Linked DNA regions of Sus scrofa: regions 2 and 3 are each linked to region 1. The links are chromatin contacts, called in public HiChIP or PLAC-seq maps. All regions are on one chromosome and are shown on one strand. The core of a region is the stretch at or near the end of the contact, and the rest is flanking DNA. Distances in the headings are between cores, read along the strand shown.

What was found. HiChIP or PLAC-seq counts read pairs in DNA pulled down with a chosen protein or histone mark.
Region 2: an H3K27ac HiChIP or PLAC-seq map of alveolar macrophages shows a contact between it and region 1. The contact joins the promoter of REXO5 here to the promoter of TMEM159 in region 1. A contact is called at or near these places in 2 of 5 promoter capture datasets (fetal liver and liver), 7 of 47 Hi-C or Micro-C datasets (alveolar macrophages, embryonic fibroblasts, heart right ventricle and 3 more) and 2 of 2 datasets of contacts at active chromatin or transcription factors (alveolar macrophages and skeletal muscle).
Region 3: a contact with region 1 is called in an H3K27ac HiChIP or PLAC-seq map of skeletal muscle, with 4 times the contacts expected there. The contact joins the promoter of ACSM5 here to the promoter of TMEM159 in region 1. A contact is called at or near these places in 2 of 2 datasets of contacts at active chromatin or transcription factors (alveolar macrophages and skeletal muscle).

The regions. Positions count from the first base shown.
Region 1 is chr3:24,909,339-24,913,831 of Sscrofa11.1, forward strand. It overlaps TMEM159 (a long non-coding RNA gene), which reads right to left and starts at 1,489. Exons shown (of 8, transcript XR_002342386.1): 1 at 1,336-1,489. DNAH3 (dynein heavy chain 3, axonemal) reads left to right here and starts at 1,822. Exons shown (of 66, transcript XM_021086503.1): 1 at 1,822-2,163.
Region 2 is chr3:25,237,155-25,241,821 of Sscrofa11.1, forward strand. It overlaps REXO5 (putative RNA exonuclease NEF-sp), which reads right to left and starts at 1,852. Exons shown (of 20, transcript XM_021086509.1): 1 at 1,780-1,852; 2 at 1,237-1,381. The coding sequence starts at 1,377. ERI2 (ERI1 exoribonuclease 2) reads left to right here and starts at 1,744. Exons shown (of 10, transcript XR_002342391.1): 1 at 1,744-1,930; 2 at 3,939-4,006; 3 at 4,094-4,177; 4 at 4,492-4,619.
Region 3 is chr3:25,421,283-25,425,857 of Sscrofa11.1, forward strand. It overlaps ACSM5 (acyl-coenzyme A synthetase ACSM5, mitochondrial), which reads right to left and starts at 1,269. Exons shown (of 14, transcript XM_003124563.6): 1 at 1,070-1,269.

The DNA.
Region 1 (4,493 bases), core at 239-2,738:
CACACTGAACATCCCACATGCTAATCATGTGAGATGGGAAGAGGTAGCACCTAATATCTACAGGGTCTAGAAGCAAATTAAAGTACATTTTAATCACCCTGGGTAGAGATTCTCTGCTATAATCCCTTTTGTGAAAAAGGAATCCCCTGAACAGAGGAGAACTAACCCCTCTCTTCCCATATTGTCTCAGAAGCTGTAGTTGGCACCGACTTGAATTTGCGATGCCCCCAGTACTCAGTTCCTCTAATCTCAAATCTGCAACAGGCAGAAACAAGCCCAGCTCCCTTTAATGGTCTCCCAGGGCCTTGGGAACCCAAGGTCCACTCGGACCGGTTTGGGGAGTCTAATGGGGCAAGAGTGGGTAGAATCCCACAGACACAGCAATTCCCAGATCCCCTAGTCACTTACTCCTCGGATGGGCCTCCGCAGGCACTGAGAAGTCTCCGGAGGGAAGATTTAACCCCTTACACTGCGTAGGACACAAGTTCCCCGCCTTCTCCGCGCCTTCCGGGCTGAGCCAGAACACCAGCTAACCCACCCTCGCTTCTACAGCCCGCCGCCCCTCCACGACAAAAGCCCCCAACTCTTCCATCCCTGCCCCTCCCGGGGCAAACGGAAAACCTAAACGTTCCGGCTGGGGGGAGGGGGGGCTCCGCATCCAGGGCTGGAGGAAGGAAACCTGGGGGCAGCCTCGAGGGGATCCAGGCCTCCCGCTCCTCACGTGGTTCCAATCTCCCCGCCTTCGAAGACGCGAAAGGGGGCAGGCGCCCAGTTTCTTAGGATCCAAAGGGAGGGGGGAAGGGGGATGATGAAGGTAGAGAAGGGGGTCTGCACCCGAAAGGGCACCGAGGCAGGGAAATGGGAGCTCAGGAGGGAGTCGAGTACCTAGTCATTAATTTGGGGAGAATAATCCACCTTTGGAACTTGGAGTTCCTACCAGCACTGACGGGAAAGGTGGGTCCACGTTAGAGAAGAACCTGATAAGGAGGAGGGCATCTGTGTTCATTAATTCTAAAGAGGGGGTTTGGAGACTTCCCAACCAGGTTTCCCAAGAAAGGGCAGGGTCTCCGGGCTGGGATAGGGAAGACAAACCTTTCACAAAACGTAGCAGGTGTGGATAAAGCGTGTGTGTGCGTGCGTGTGTGTGTGCGTGTCTGTCCCCCGAGGGCTCGGAGGGATGGGACAATAACCAAACCGCAGACTGAAGGGTTTAAGTCCTGGGACGCCAGCTACCTTCTCAACCCACCGCCCCCGCGCTCTGCCGTTCGTCCCGCCCCGCGAAGTCTAGCCAGTCAGGGCCCTCAGTTTCCCCGCGCCCCAGCAGCCAGCTCTCACCTGCTCCTGTCAGCCGCACCTCTTATACTCTGCAGGCGGAGCAGAGTGTGCCCGGAGCGGGAAGAGGAAGCAAAACGCAGGAAAGAGGAGCGGGAAGAGGAAGCGAGAGGCGGGGCGAGGAGCTGGAGCTCGCGCCCTCCCACCCCCTCCGCGGCCCCGCCTCGCACCTCCCTTCCCCTCCCCTCCCTCCCCTCCGCGGCCCGGCCTCGCGCCTCCTCGCCCCTCCCCTCCGCTCCGCGGCCCCGCCTCGCGCCTCCCTTCCCCTCCCTCCCTCCTCTCCGCGGCCCGGCCTCGCGCCTCCTCGCCCCTCCCATCCGCTCCGCGGCCCCACCTCGCCCCTCCCCTCCCCTCCCCTCCCTCCCCTCCCTCCTCCCTCCCCTCCCTCCCCTCCGCGGCCCGGCCTCGCGCCTCCTCGCCCCGCCCCTCCTCTCCGCGGCCCCGCCTCGCGCCTCCTCGCCCCGCCCCTCGGCTCCGCGGCCCCGCCTCGCGCCTCTCCTCTGCTCTGCTCTTCTGGGCTCACCGGGCCCAAGGTCCCAACGACCACGCGGAGGCGCTGCAAGCTGCGGCGTGGCGGCCAGAGCATAGCGCCGGGTGGCCACAGCAAAGTGCGCGGAGTCCCTCAGCCTTTCGGAGCTTCTCGGACGGGCGTTGAGTGAGGAGCTCGTGAGGAAACTGAGGCTCTGAAAGAGCTGCCCTTCCACCTCAGGCAGGTGGACTGGCGCGTGAGAATGGGCTTTCTCAGGATCATAGGGCTTCCGCTGCCTAAATACCATGAACCAAGTCTTTTGGAGGCATCTCTGGAGCTCAAGACAGACAAGTGACAGTGACGTAAGTACGACTTTGACTGGAAGGTTTTAACTGCTACTTTTCAAATGCAAATGTCATGACCCAGCGACATCCTTAAAAATGGGTTAGATTAGTGTTTCCATTTTATACATGAAAAAGTCTAATCCCAAATCCTCCGTTTCAAATCAGAGCCAGAACACATGGTCCCTGACCCGAAATCCAACCCATACAGCAGGGTTTCTCAGCTGGACATCACTGCTGATATTTTGGTCAAGAAGATTCTGTGTTGAGGGGGCTGTCCTGTGTATTGTAAGATGTTTAGCAGCATCCACGGCCTCAACCCACTAGATGCCAGTAGTACTTTCCTTCCTAGCAGATGACCAAAAATGTCCCCAAACATTAGCAGATGTCCCCTGGGGGGCACAGTTGTCTAGGTTGAGAACAACTGCCATAGGACATACTGGTAAAGACCATGAACTGGGGTCCAGCAGTCCCGGGCTGTGGTCCCAGGTCAGACTTTTACTGTGTAACCTTAGAGGAATTATCTCTCTGAGCTCAGCTTCGTCTGTGAAAGGGAGAGGGGGATAGACTTGAGGACTCAGGCCCTTTCCATCCAGGGACCTGTTTTCATCCATCTCTCCTCTGTGACTCGTGTCCATAGCAACCTGGAAAATAACTCTTTAGGAAAGAGAAAAGCAATCACAGGTTTGTAGTTAGGGCTGGTGAGTACAATAATGGCTGTGAAGAACTTAGCACCTATCTGGCACATAGAAGGGACTAAAAATATTTAATGTATTTGTTTTTCCTCCCTCATCATATCAAGTTTTCCTAGTTTATTTATTTTTATTTTTTATTTTTTTATTGTGGTATAGTTGACATATAACAAATATCAGGTGTGCAACATAATGATTTGATATTTGTGTACATTGCAAAATGATCACAATAAGCCTAGTTAATGTCTGTCATCATGTATAGCGTTTTTTTTTTCCTTGTGGTGAGAACTTTTAAGATTTACTCTCTTAAAAACTCTCAAATATGCCATACAGTATTATTACCTATAATTGCCATGCTGTCTATTAATCCCCCTGACTTACTTATTTTATAACTGGAAGTCTGTACCTTTTGATTTCCTTCACTGACTTTGCCCATCCATCAATGATGTATTACTTCTACCAAGTAGTATTTCCAGAAATAATTAGGCTGGTGGATAGAGAAATAAGTTTAGGGGTCATAATAATAATAAGCTTAGGGTCCTCTCTTCCTCCACCACATCCAGGAAAGAGGGAGCTAGTGGTGACGATAGGAGGACATAGGCAGAAATGTCTTCCTAAATTCTCATGTTTCAGGCAGTCATGTCTGGTTTCATGCCTTTTTTCAACTGCAGTATGATGGATGCCCCCCCAGGAAAGGGTTGGTTGTTTTTTTGTTGATTTTGTTTTTCTTTAAAAGAAAACATTGCAACCCTCCTTCCCTGATGGGTGTCGCTTTGCAAAGCTGAATTGGGGCCTCCACTTAAAATTGTGTTCAAGGGTGCCATCTAGGGGGAACCTCTGTGAATCCTCTAATTCCTTCTACCTGTGGCTTTTTTGTAGCGTCCACCAGATTTTGCTTTCTTGAGTTTTTGGCTGCTTCCTCTACCACATTACATATTTCCTGATGGTTGGAATCTTAATATCTCTCCATAGCACAAGGACTTGGCCCTTGCTAACCATTCGATGGGTCAATAAAATAAATCCATGTGCAGCCTCGTCTACATCTTTCCACAATTAGTTACCCTGGCTAAGCCACTATTTCAAGCCTCAGGAAAGATCCTCCAGAAGCATTGGATTCTGAATAAGAAATATGAGAAAATTTCCAGTAACAGATTGAAACTTTAAGCTATGAACATCACAAAAATGGGAACAATCTGGAACATAGCTAACCTCTTGTCCCCATATTGCAGATTTAGCAAATAAAAATACAGGACTGCCAGGTTCAACTTGAATTTCAGATGAGCAACAGGTAACTTTTCAGTGTGTGTCTCAGATATTGAATGGAACATACTTATACTGAAAAATCCTTTGTTGTTTACCTGAAATTCTAATATAATGGGGCATCCTGTATTTTATCTGGAAATCGTTATGTACTTGAATTTGGTTACAGGATTTTTTTTTTTTTTCTTTTTAGGGTTGCACTTATGGCATATGGAAGTTCCCAGGCCAGGGGTTGAATTGGAGTTGTAGCTGCCGGCCTATGCCACAGCCACAGCAACACCAGATCCCAACCGCGTCTGTGACCTACACCACAGCTCATGGCAATGCCAGATCCTTAACTCACTGAGAGAGGCCAGGGATCGAACCTGCATCCTCATGGATACTAGTCAGGTTCATTAC
Region 2 (4,667 bases), core at 602-3,101, 330 kb after region 1:
GATTACTTCTGTGATGTTCCTAAGATGTATATAGCCAAATCAATATAATAAATAAGAAAAGAGACAAACCTAACTTGAGGGACATTTTACAAAATAACTGGTCCAAGATTCTTCAATAGTAAGGTTATGAATATGAAAGAAAAGACTGAACAAACAATTGTTTGGACTGAAGGAGACTTGTAGACTAAATGTAACATGTGATTCTAGACTAGATCTTATTGCTAAAAAGGACTTTTCTGGAACAACTGGAGAATCTTGGTGTCTGAGGATTAGATGGTAGTGATATATCCATGTTATTTCCTGATTTTGTTGCATTGAGGTAGTGTAGATTGTGGGAAAAACGTAAACACTAAAATAAGGGGAAGATGAGGCATTGTGTCCCTGCGGAGGACTGGGTTCCATCCTCTGCTGGTGGTAGTGGGTTAAAGGATCCCAGAGCTGCTTAGTCCGCAGCTGTGGCTCAGATTTAATCCCTGGTTCTGGAACTTCTATAAGCCACAAGTCCAGCCATAATTTAAAAAATTTTTTTTGTTTGTGTTTTAGGGCTGCAGGTGAGGGATATGGAAGTTCCCAGGCTAGGGGTCAAATCAGAACCACAGTTGCCAGCCACATCTGTGAGGTACACAGCAGCTCACCACAATGCCAGATCCTTTAACCCACTGAGCAAGGCCAGGGATGGAACCTGTGTCCCCATGGATCCTAGTCCATTCGTTAACCGCTGAGCCAAGACGGGAACTCCCACAAGTTTTTAAAAATGTTTTCACAGCATTAGTTCCCTTCTAATATACTGTATAACTTATTTATCATATCTATTATTTATCTTCTTTCTCCACCAGCAAGGTAGTGGAGATATTTATTTACTCACTGATGTACCTCAAGTGCCTAGGGCAGTGACCAGTACATGATAGACAAAAGAAATCTGATGACTGAAGGGATGGACCACATATATTTAGCTCTCAATAAATGACAGGGATGATCATCAGCCTTATTATTCCCCTGCTGGAACGTAAACTGCACAAGGGCAGGGAATTTTGTGCTTTTGTGCACTGAGATCTCCCCCGACCCTAGAACAATTCCTGGAACAGAAAAGACTTCAATAAATGTTCGTTGAATGAGCGTTCTTCGCGTGTGCCAGACACGACACCCGTTTTAAACTGCCAACGTCAGCGGGATGGTATTAGGATCTGGGAGCTCCAAACCGCCTCGGGCCGCCCCCTCGGGCTCCCCGTTGCTCACCTTGGCCTCGGGCTGCTGTCTCTCCTCAAGATCCCACCGGGCTCTCATCGCCTCAGCCGCCCCGACCAGCTGGTTCGCGACGCGCCTCCTCTTCTTGCCCCTCTTGGGGGCCCTCCCAGTCCTCTCCCTCTCTGGCTCCATGAAGCTGTGAAGAAAGATCGGTTAGAGCTGAGAAAACCCCGACGCCCCGCCAGTCCGGGCGGCTCCTGCGTGGGGAGCGGCACGGGCTGCGGCAGCCTCCAACCTTCCTCAGATCCTCTCAATTCAGTTTACAGAGCGCTCCCCGCCCGCCGCGCAAAGCGAGGGCGCCAACGGTCTTCCCGGTTTGGCGGCGCAGCGAACTCCGCGGCCCCCAAGCCAAACGGTTTTACTGAGGACGCCGGAGGCCGCGTTCGAAACGGTTCCACAACGCCGCGAACGGCGCCTCTGACCGTTGGAAAAGAGGGGGGTGGGGCTCTGCCTAGCGGCTTCCCCACCAAAAACCACTCCCCACCCCCCTGACCCCCGAAGCCGCTGAACAGCAGCCCTGCGGAGAGCGCACACCGCCGCAGTCGCCGCCTCAGCTTCAGCCAGAGCCGCCGCCTCAGCCGCGCGGGGCTTTTGAATGGACCGGAAGTGGGGGGCAGAGCGACTTCCGGCCGTTGGGCTGCGGCGAGTAGGGAGCTTCGGAAATGGCAACCAAGAAGCTAGCGAGGTATGCGAGGGGCTTCTGCGCGGCCTGGGGCGGGGGGTGTCGCTCCTGGTCCGGCACTGGCGTCCGCGCCAGGGTCCGCAGTGTCAGCCTCCATTCTCTGCAGGTCGGGCGTCTCCGACCTGCTCTCTTCCCGGCTCCGGGCCGAAAGGTTCCCTCCTCTCGAGCTTCAGGCCACCCTCTGCACGAGGGTGGAAGGACCAGGGCTCTCTGTGTGCCCTTGAGTCAGCGTTTGCTTGTTCTAGGCCTCGGGAAACGATTAAGAACGGCCCTCCGGTTCCAAGATCATAGGCAGCCCCACCACACCCGTCAAACTGTTCTCCCTGCCACTAACTAGTGATCTGTTTAGTTCATAATGTAGATCATTTAGGCTTTTTTACTGCTTCTTGGACATGGTGTTCACCTTTCCGTTTCATGGAAGCAGTGCAGTGCATTAGTGGATAGGCATTACACTGCTATCTGAAATAGTTTCAGAGTTGGATGATCTTGGGTTCACATTGGGCAAATTGCTGAATTTGTTTTCTTACCCTTTAAATATAGGTAGCAAAAGTGACTGCCTTATACAGTTGTTGAGGATGAAATGAGTTCACCACCTGTGTTCAGCGCCTACTCTGTAGTAACCAATCAATAGATGTCAGCTGTTCACCACTCAAAAAACTCCAACAGGAGCTGTCTGCCTAGTTAAACTCTGCCTACTCAGCAAAGTAGTTTGTCTCACAGCACTTAAGACCTTAGTAAGCTTGTAAGCAGCTAGGGTACAGGTTCCCTGGAGAAAGAACCAGGTATGGCTTTCTTGACCTAACAGAAGCCATTTTTGACCTGGCCACAGTGCTTGTTCTTAAACAGGTCTCAGTAATTGATGATCTTAAGGGAACAAAAGAATGCAGAAACAAATGACTATTATCAGGCAAGAGAAATAGCAATAGCAAAAATAATATGTCAGTTGTAAAGCCTCCTAGTTCTTTTTCAGTGGTAAAGATCAGCCCAAAGCCCTCAACCACCAGATCAACTGGAACCTAAGGGATGATGATTTTTTTCTGACCCTCTTGACTTTAATCATCTAAAGCTTAGATTCTCCACCATCTAAGCCTCTTTATGAATATGCATGTACCCTTAGTTTAAAACTTCCCCAGTTTTGCTATTTTGAGAAAGATCCCTAGTGCCCTTACTTGCTGCAAGTAATTCTTCCTGTTCCCACTCTTTACCTTGGTTTTGTCTTTTGGCTGAACACCCACCCAGTTTTCAGGTAACAAGTTCATCCCTTTCTGTGGACTTAGCATACAACTTTAAGGATCCTTTATCATATATTACCTTATGGCAGTTTGCCATGGATATCTAGTTTTTTTCGAGATATTTTAAGCTCCCAGAAGGCTGGACCTGCCCTGTCTTCTCACAGTGAGCTGTATACACAGTGAGGACTTGAAAAATGCAAAAACAGAAATAAATTGAGCTTTTCGATACATCTTTACAATCACTTGAGTATGACTCTAAAATAAGAGGAGCAAGGAGTTCACGTTCTGGTGCAGCAGAAACAAATTGAGTAGGATGTGGGTTCTATCACTGGCCTCGCTCAGTGGGTCAGGAATCCAGCATTACCATGAGCTGTGGTGTAGGTCACAGACGAGGCTTGGGTCCCGTGTTGGCAGTGGCAAAGGCTGGCAGCCGTAGCTCTGATTGGACCCCTAGCCCAGGGAACTTCCATATGCCTCTGGTGAGGCCCTAAAAAGGAAAAAATATAAAATCAAATTAAATAAAATAAAGGGAGGAGAAATAATTGTCTTAAGTCTGCAAATATGCACTTTGAAGCCCAAGCAGGTAGAATGACTACTAAAATCAAAAGAGGGTGGCAGTTAGTATAAAAAATCAAAGTCTTGCCCTCAAAATCTAATTCAATTTCAATTATAATACATAAATATATTCATAATGTGGGTTATACCATCAGTTTGTTAGCTTATAAAAAGAAGAGTATGAATGAGTTTGTTGGACATACCTGGATTGTTTACCTTTTTAGGCAGCTTGGATTAATTAGGAGAAAGTCAATTGCACCAGCAAATGGAAATCTGGGAAGAAGCAAATCTAGTAAGTAGTGTCATTAGTTTCTTTATATTCTGTAGCCTTGTGTTTTTAGTACTAATAAAACATTAAGGACACTCTGATCTTTTGTAGAGCAATTGTTTGACTACTTAGTTGTCATTGATTTTGAGTCAACATGTTGGAATGATGGGAAATGCCACCGGAGCCAGGAAATAAGTAAGTCTGAACTGCCAATAGCCAAAGGTAGCACTAGATAAGTTGCTTGAAATTTTATAGCTATAAAACAGTTAACAGTTAGTTTGAGAAAATAAACTTTAGTGGATATGCCCATAACTTTAACAGTTTGATTTATTCCTTGGCATAACTTTATTGAAACCATCATATCATACTGCTTTGGTCATTTTGATATGCTTTACTAAAACAGTCATTGTTCAATAATGCTGTATGATGGCAATATATGTTTAATTTAGAGTGATTGCAGCCTTAATTTAACAATTACATATGCGTCAATTGCTAATTCTTTTGTACAGTTGAATTTCCAGCTGTATTGCTGAACACATCAACTGGAGAGATTGAATCTGAGTTCCACACCTATGTTCAGCCTCAGGAACATCCGATTCTTTCTGAATTTTGCATGGAACTAACAGGCATAAAACAGGTATGTCCTTCTTTTTTCACTTCTCTTCACATCCCTCCCACCCCAACA
Region 3 (4,575 bases), core at 19-2,518, 510 kb after region 1:
GTGAGCTGTGTTGTAGGTTGCAGATGTGGCTCAGTCCTACATTGCTGTGTCTCCAGCCTAGACCGGCAGCTACAGCTCCAATTGGCCCCCTGGCCTGGGAAACTCCATATGCCCCGGGTGTGGCCCTAAAAAGACAAAAAAAAAAAAAAAAAAAAAAAAAAAGAATACTTCAACACTGAACAGCCTGGAGCCTGTCCCTGTGCTTCTCCCTGCTTTGACTGCACCCTAAGCACAATCATCTGTGAGCTGAAGCCCAGGCACCCAGAGAACAATTTTCTGGAAGTTAAACCTTATTAGCACATGATGGTTTTGAGAAACTGCCCTAGTTTGTTCTTCTCTCTGATCCATATGCCCTTTTTGCAAGAGCTGTTATTCTAGGCAGTAACCCACCACCAGGATCCTACTGAAATCTGATGCCAGCTTCGATGACTAAGCTTCCCCCAAAGAAAGAAGAATGCAAAGTTTGCTCCAGTCCTGATTCTCATCTGAAACCCTGTTTTTCTCCTTTTAGACAATAAACCTCCCTGCAATTCTTCCCCAAAGGAGGGTGCCGTCTTTAGGGCATTAGCCTGCTGTGGCCCACATTGCCCAGCCAAGGAATAAAGCTATTTTTTTTTTCTCCTTCACCCCAAACTCTGTCTCCACGTTTCTGTTTGGCACTGGTGGACAGAGCCTGCGTTTCAGCAATATTTCCTCTATTTTATAGATAAAGCTAGGCTTGAAAGAGAAAAGTGACATCTGGGTCTCACCTCCCAGAAAGGCCTAGACTCCAGCCTCTGTTGGGGCCACCAGCTCAGGAAGGGGGAGGGGGGCCCTGTAGCCACAGAACTCAGTTTCCCTGACCTGCCTGGGCCCACCACCCCTCACCTTCCCGAACTCTGCCCGGGACCTTTTCCTCTGCCTTTCACTTCTGGATTCCTGGGGCCCCCTGACAGCAAAGAATAAGAATCCCAGGCCTGCCTCCCAAGTGTAAAAGGCCATTTCAGGCCCTGTCCCCTTTAAAGTTCATTTGTCAAGGGCTCCCGGGGGCAGAGGACAACTCCCGCTGAAGGATATGATTAGGCAGTACCTCGTCCTTGAACCCAGGAAACACAAAGCTTCTGCTTCAGCTGAATTCACGGCTTAACGCCTGTAGACATCCGGGCTCCTGGCTGGTAAGGGCGATGTGCTGATTCAGCCTCCCACGGGACCTCTGGCCCCAAATGCAGGGACAGCAGAGCCCTCAGCCAGCAGAGGACATGTGGCTTCAGCTAGGCAGCACACGCTGAGCCAATGAGCTTGGCTTCCAGGCTTTTCTCACTGCTGGGAGGTGGAACCCCAGCCCCCGTGCCCGGTGGGTGTCCCCACTCTAGAGTCTATTTTCCCTAAAAATTCAGGTCTCCCTCTAATCGGAAAAGAGAACAGAAGCTTTTATTACATTTGAGCAGAGAGGAGATAATAGTGAAAATAATATAAGTGAACTGTCCTTCCGGAGACAGGAAGTCACTTGGCAGGTGCCCGGAGCCAGCGCTAACACGGGATCTCTTTGTTGAAAATAAACTGTGGTCCTACTGCACGACTGTGCACACTTCCTAAGAGAAATTAATAGTAACACAAATAATTTCACACTTGAATTAAAAGAATTTTGGGGGGTATGTAAATGACAACTAAATAAAGCTTCTTAAAAGAACAAAGCCTTCTCTGGCGCCTTGTCTAGCTCAGCGTCAAAGGCAAAGTCTAGAGAAGAGCTCCCAGCAGGCACGCTGTGGCTTTGAAGTTCTGGTTTGCAGGGCGGCTGCTGGTAAACTGGTCCTCTGAGAACAAAAGCTGCACGAGTGACTTTTTGCATTTGCCCGGATCTGTGGTTAAAATTCCTACCATGGCAAGTTTTGAAACTGCCCACATTCAGGACTTGAGAACCCAACCCAAAATCCAGATTGGGATTTGAACTCAGGTGCCCGGACTCAAACCCAGCCCAAATGCAGATTGGGACTTGAACCCACGGGTTTTATTTTTTAATTTTTTAAATTTCATTTTATTTTTTTGTCTTTGTAGGGCCGCACTGGCGGCAGATGGAGGTTCCCAGGCGAGGGGTTGAATTGCAACTATAGCGGCTAGCCTACACCGCAGCCACAGCAACGACAGATCCGAGCCTCATCTGTGACATACACCATAGCTCACAGCAACACCAGATCCTTAATCCACTGCGCAAGGCCAGACATCGAACTTGTGTCCTCATGGATACTAGTCAGATTTGTTTCCTCCGAGCCACGAGGGGCTCTCCCATTGAAGCCACAGCTTTTTTTTTTTTTTTTTTTTAATTTTTAAATTTATTTTTATTTTTTGTCTTTTTGCCATTTCTAGGGCCGCTCCTGCAGCATATGGAGGTTCCCAGGCTATGGGTCTAGTCTAATCGGAGCTGTAGCCACCGGCCTACACCAGAGCCACAGCAACATGGGATCCAAGCTGCGTCTGCAACCTACACCACAGCTCGAAGCAACGCTGGATCCTTAACCCATTAAGTGAGGCCAGGTATCGAACCCACAACCTCATGGTTCCTAGTCGGATTTGTTAACCACTGAGCCACGATGGGAACTCCGAAGCCACAGCTTTTAAATTAGAATCACTCACCTGGCGGGTGGCTGGACTTAACTGGGGTACTTTAGGCCTCAGCGCAGTGGGAATTCAGCAAGAGACAAAGTGATAGGCAGGAAACAGATTTATCAAGATTAGGTGCTAGTGAGAGATACAAGCAGGTGGGCGAGGAGGCTCTGCCCCTCGGAGTAGGAGGGCTGCAGTTTTATCATCCAAGGGGTGCAGGGGTCAGAAAAGACCGCCTCTTCCTCTTTCTTTGAGCAGTGGCTCCTCCTTGGTATCTGGTAGGAGAGTATTTGACCCTATAAGGTCAAACTCGGACTGCCATGGTGCTTATTCAAATCAGCAGAAGGGTGGTCCTTAAACTCCTGCCCTGGGTCTGAACCTGAAAGCAGGGCTTCCCCCATCTCCCACCCAATGACCTCAGGCACATATGGAGCCTCCAAGAGTCCAGCAAGCCTGCCTCCTGCTAATGGCCCTCGGGACAATCACTGACCCACAGTGAACTCCCAAAGCTCCCCCGGCCGCCCCCACCTCTCTCCATGGCCCCCCATTGGGACCCCCATAACCACCCAAGCAACTATCCTACTCCATCCTGATCAGTTTCCACTAACCAAAATTTATTGGCTTGCCGAATTTCGGATTATTTACAGGCTCTCAGGTCACCCGCAGGCGAACTCCTCTGCCAGGACACCCCTTCCCCAGAGCTCAGGGCCTGGCAACTCCGAGGGCTCAGCTCAGGGAACCTTCAATGCCCAAACTCCCTGCCTGGAAACGGAACCCTCTCCCATCTGACACAGCCTGCCACCTGAAACCAGGTACCAGACCCTAAATCTTTGTGTCTTGAAGTAAAAGCCCTTTCCTTTAGCCCCACCCCCCCACCCCCCAGCCTCCCCTCAGTCCCAAAAGGCTGACTCAAGAGTTAATGATTAGGAGATATTGTTACAGCTAAAAACTAGGTAGAAGAGTCTCCATGATGCTTTGTCCTATCTTGGCCCGTGAACTTATTACTAACATTTACTTTCTTTCTTTTTTTTTTTTTTTTTTTTTTTTTTTTTTTTTTTGCCTTTTTGCCTTTTTGCCTTTTCTAGGGCCACACTCGCAGCATATGGAGGTTCCCAGGCTAGGGGTTGAATTGGAGCTGTATCCTCCTGCCTACACCACAGCCACAGCAATGTGGGATCCAAGCCGTGTCTGCGACCGACACCACAGCTCACGGCAATGCCGGATCCTTAACCCACTGAGCAAGGCCAGGGATTAAACCTGCATCCTCACGGATCCTAGTCTGGTTTGTTAACCACTGAGCTACAAAGGGTACTCCTAAATATATTTATTTTTTTCCCCAGCTTTATTGAGAAATGATTAACAAGTTGAGGTATATATATCACACTTAAGGTTGTGATATGATGCTGTACACGTGTACGTTGGGTAAATAATTGCCAGAAGCAAGTGAGTGTCTTCCAGGCACTAAGTCACTGCTTTACAGGTATCACCTCTGCTAGAATATGTAGGGCCCTTTGGGCGTCATGTGCCTTTTTACAGCTGAGGAAACAGAGCCTCAGAACGCACGACCCTCCCAGGACCACAGAGCTGCTCACCAACAGAGCCGGGATTCACATTCCAATATATGGACACCTTCATGCTACACCAGCTACCCCTGGTGTGCTTTGTTTCTGCAACCCCCTCCCCAATGACCTCTAGCCCTCCACCCCTCGACCCCCACTCAGCAGGGCAGGGCAGGGCCCCCACTGACTCAACAATGGCCTATTCTTCTCCAGGGCCACCCCTGACCCTCCAGAACCCCAGAACTCAGAACATTGCTGCTGAAGCTGCTGTGGCTTCAGGGTGTCCAGGGAGGGACTAACCTGCTGCCTCTGGATCTCTCTAGACCTCTCAGCTGCCCTTGGGTCCTGCTCTGGTCACGTAGGGAAGCCACGAACCTGCCCTTCAGGCCACGACTTCCCTCCTCAGGGGCCACAGACTTTGCTGCCCCGGCTCTGG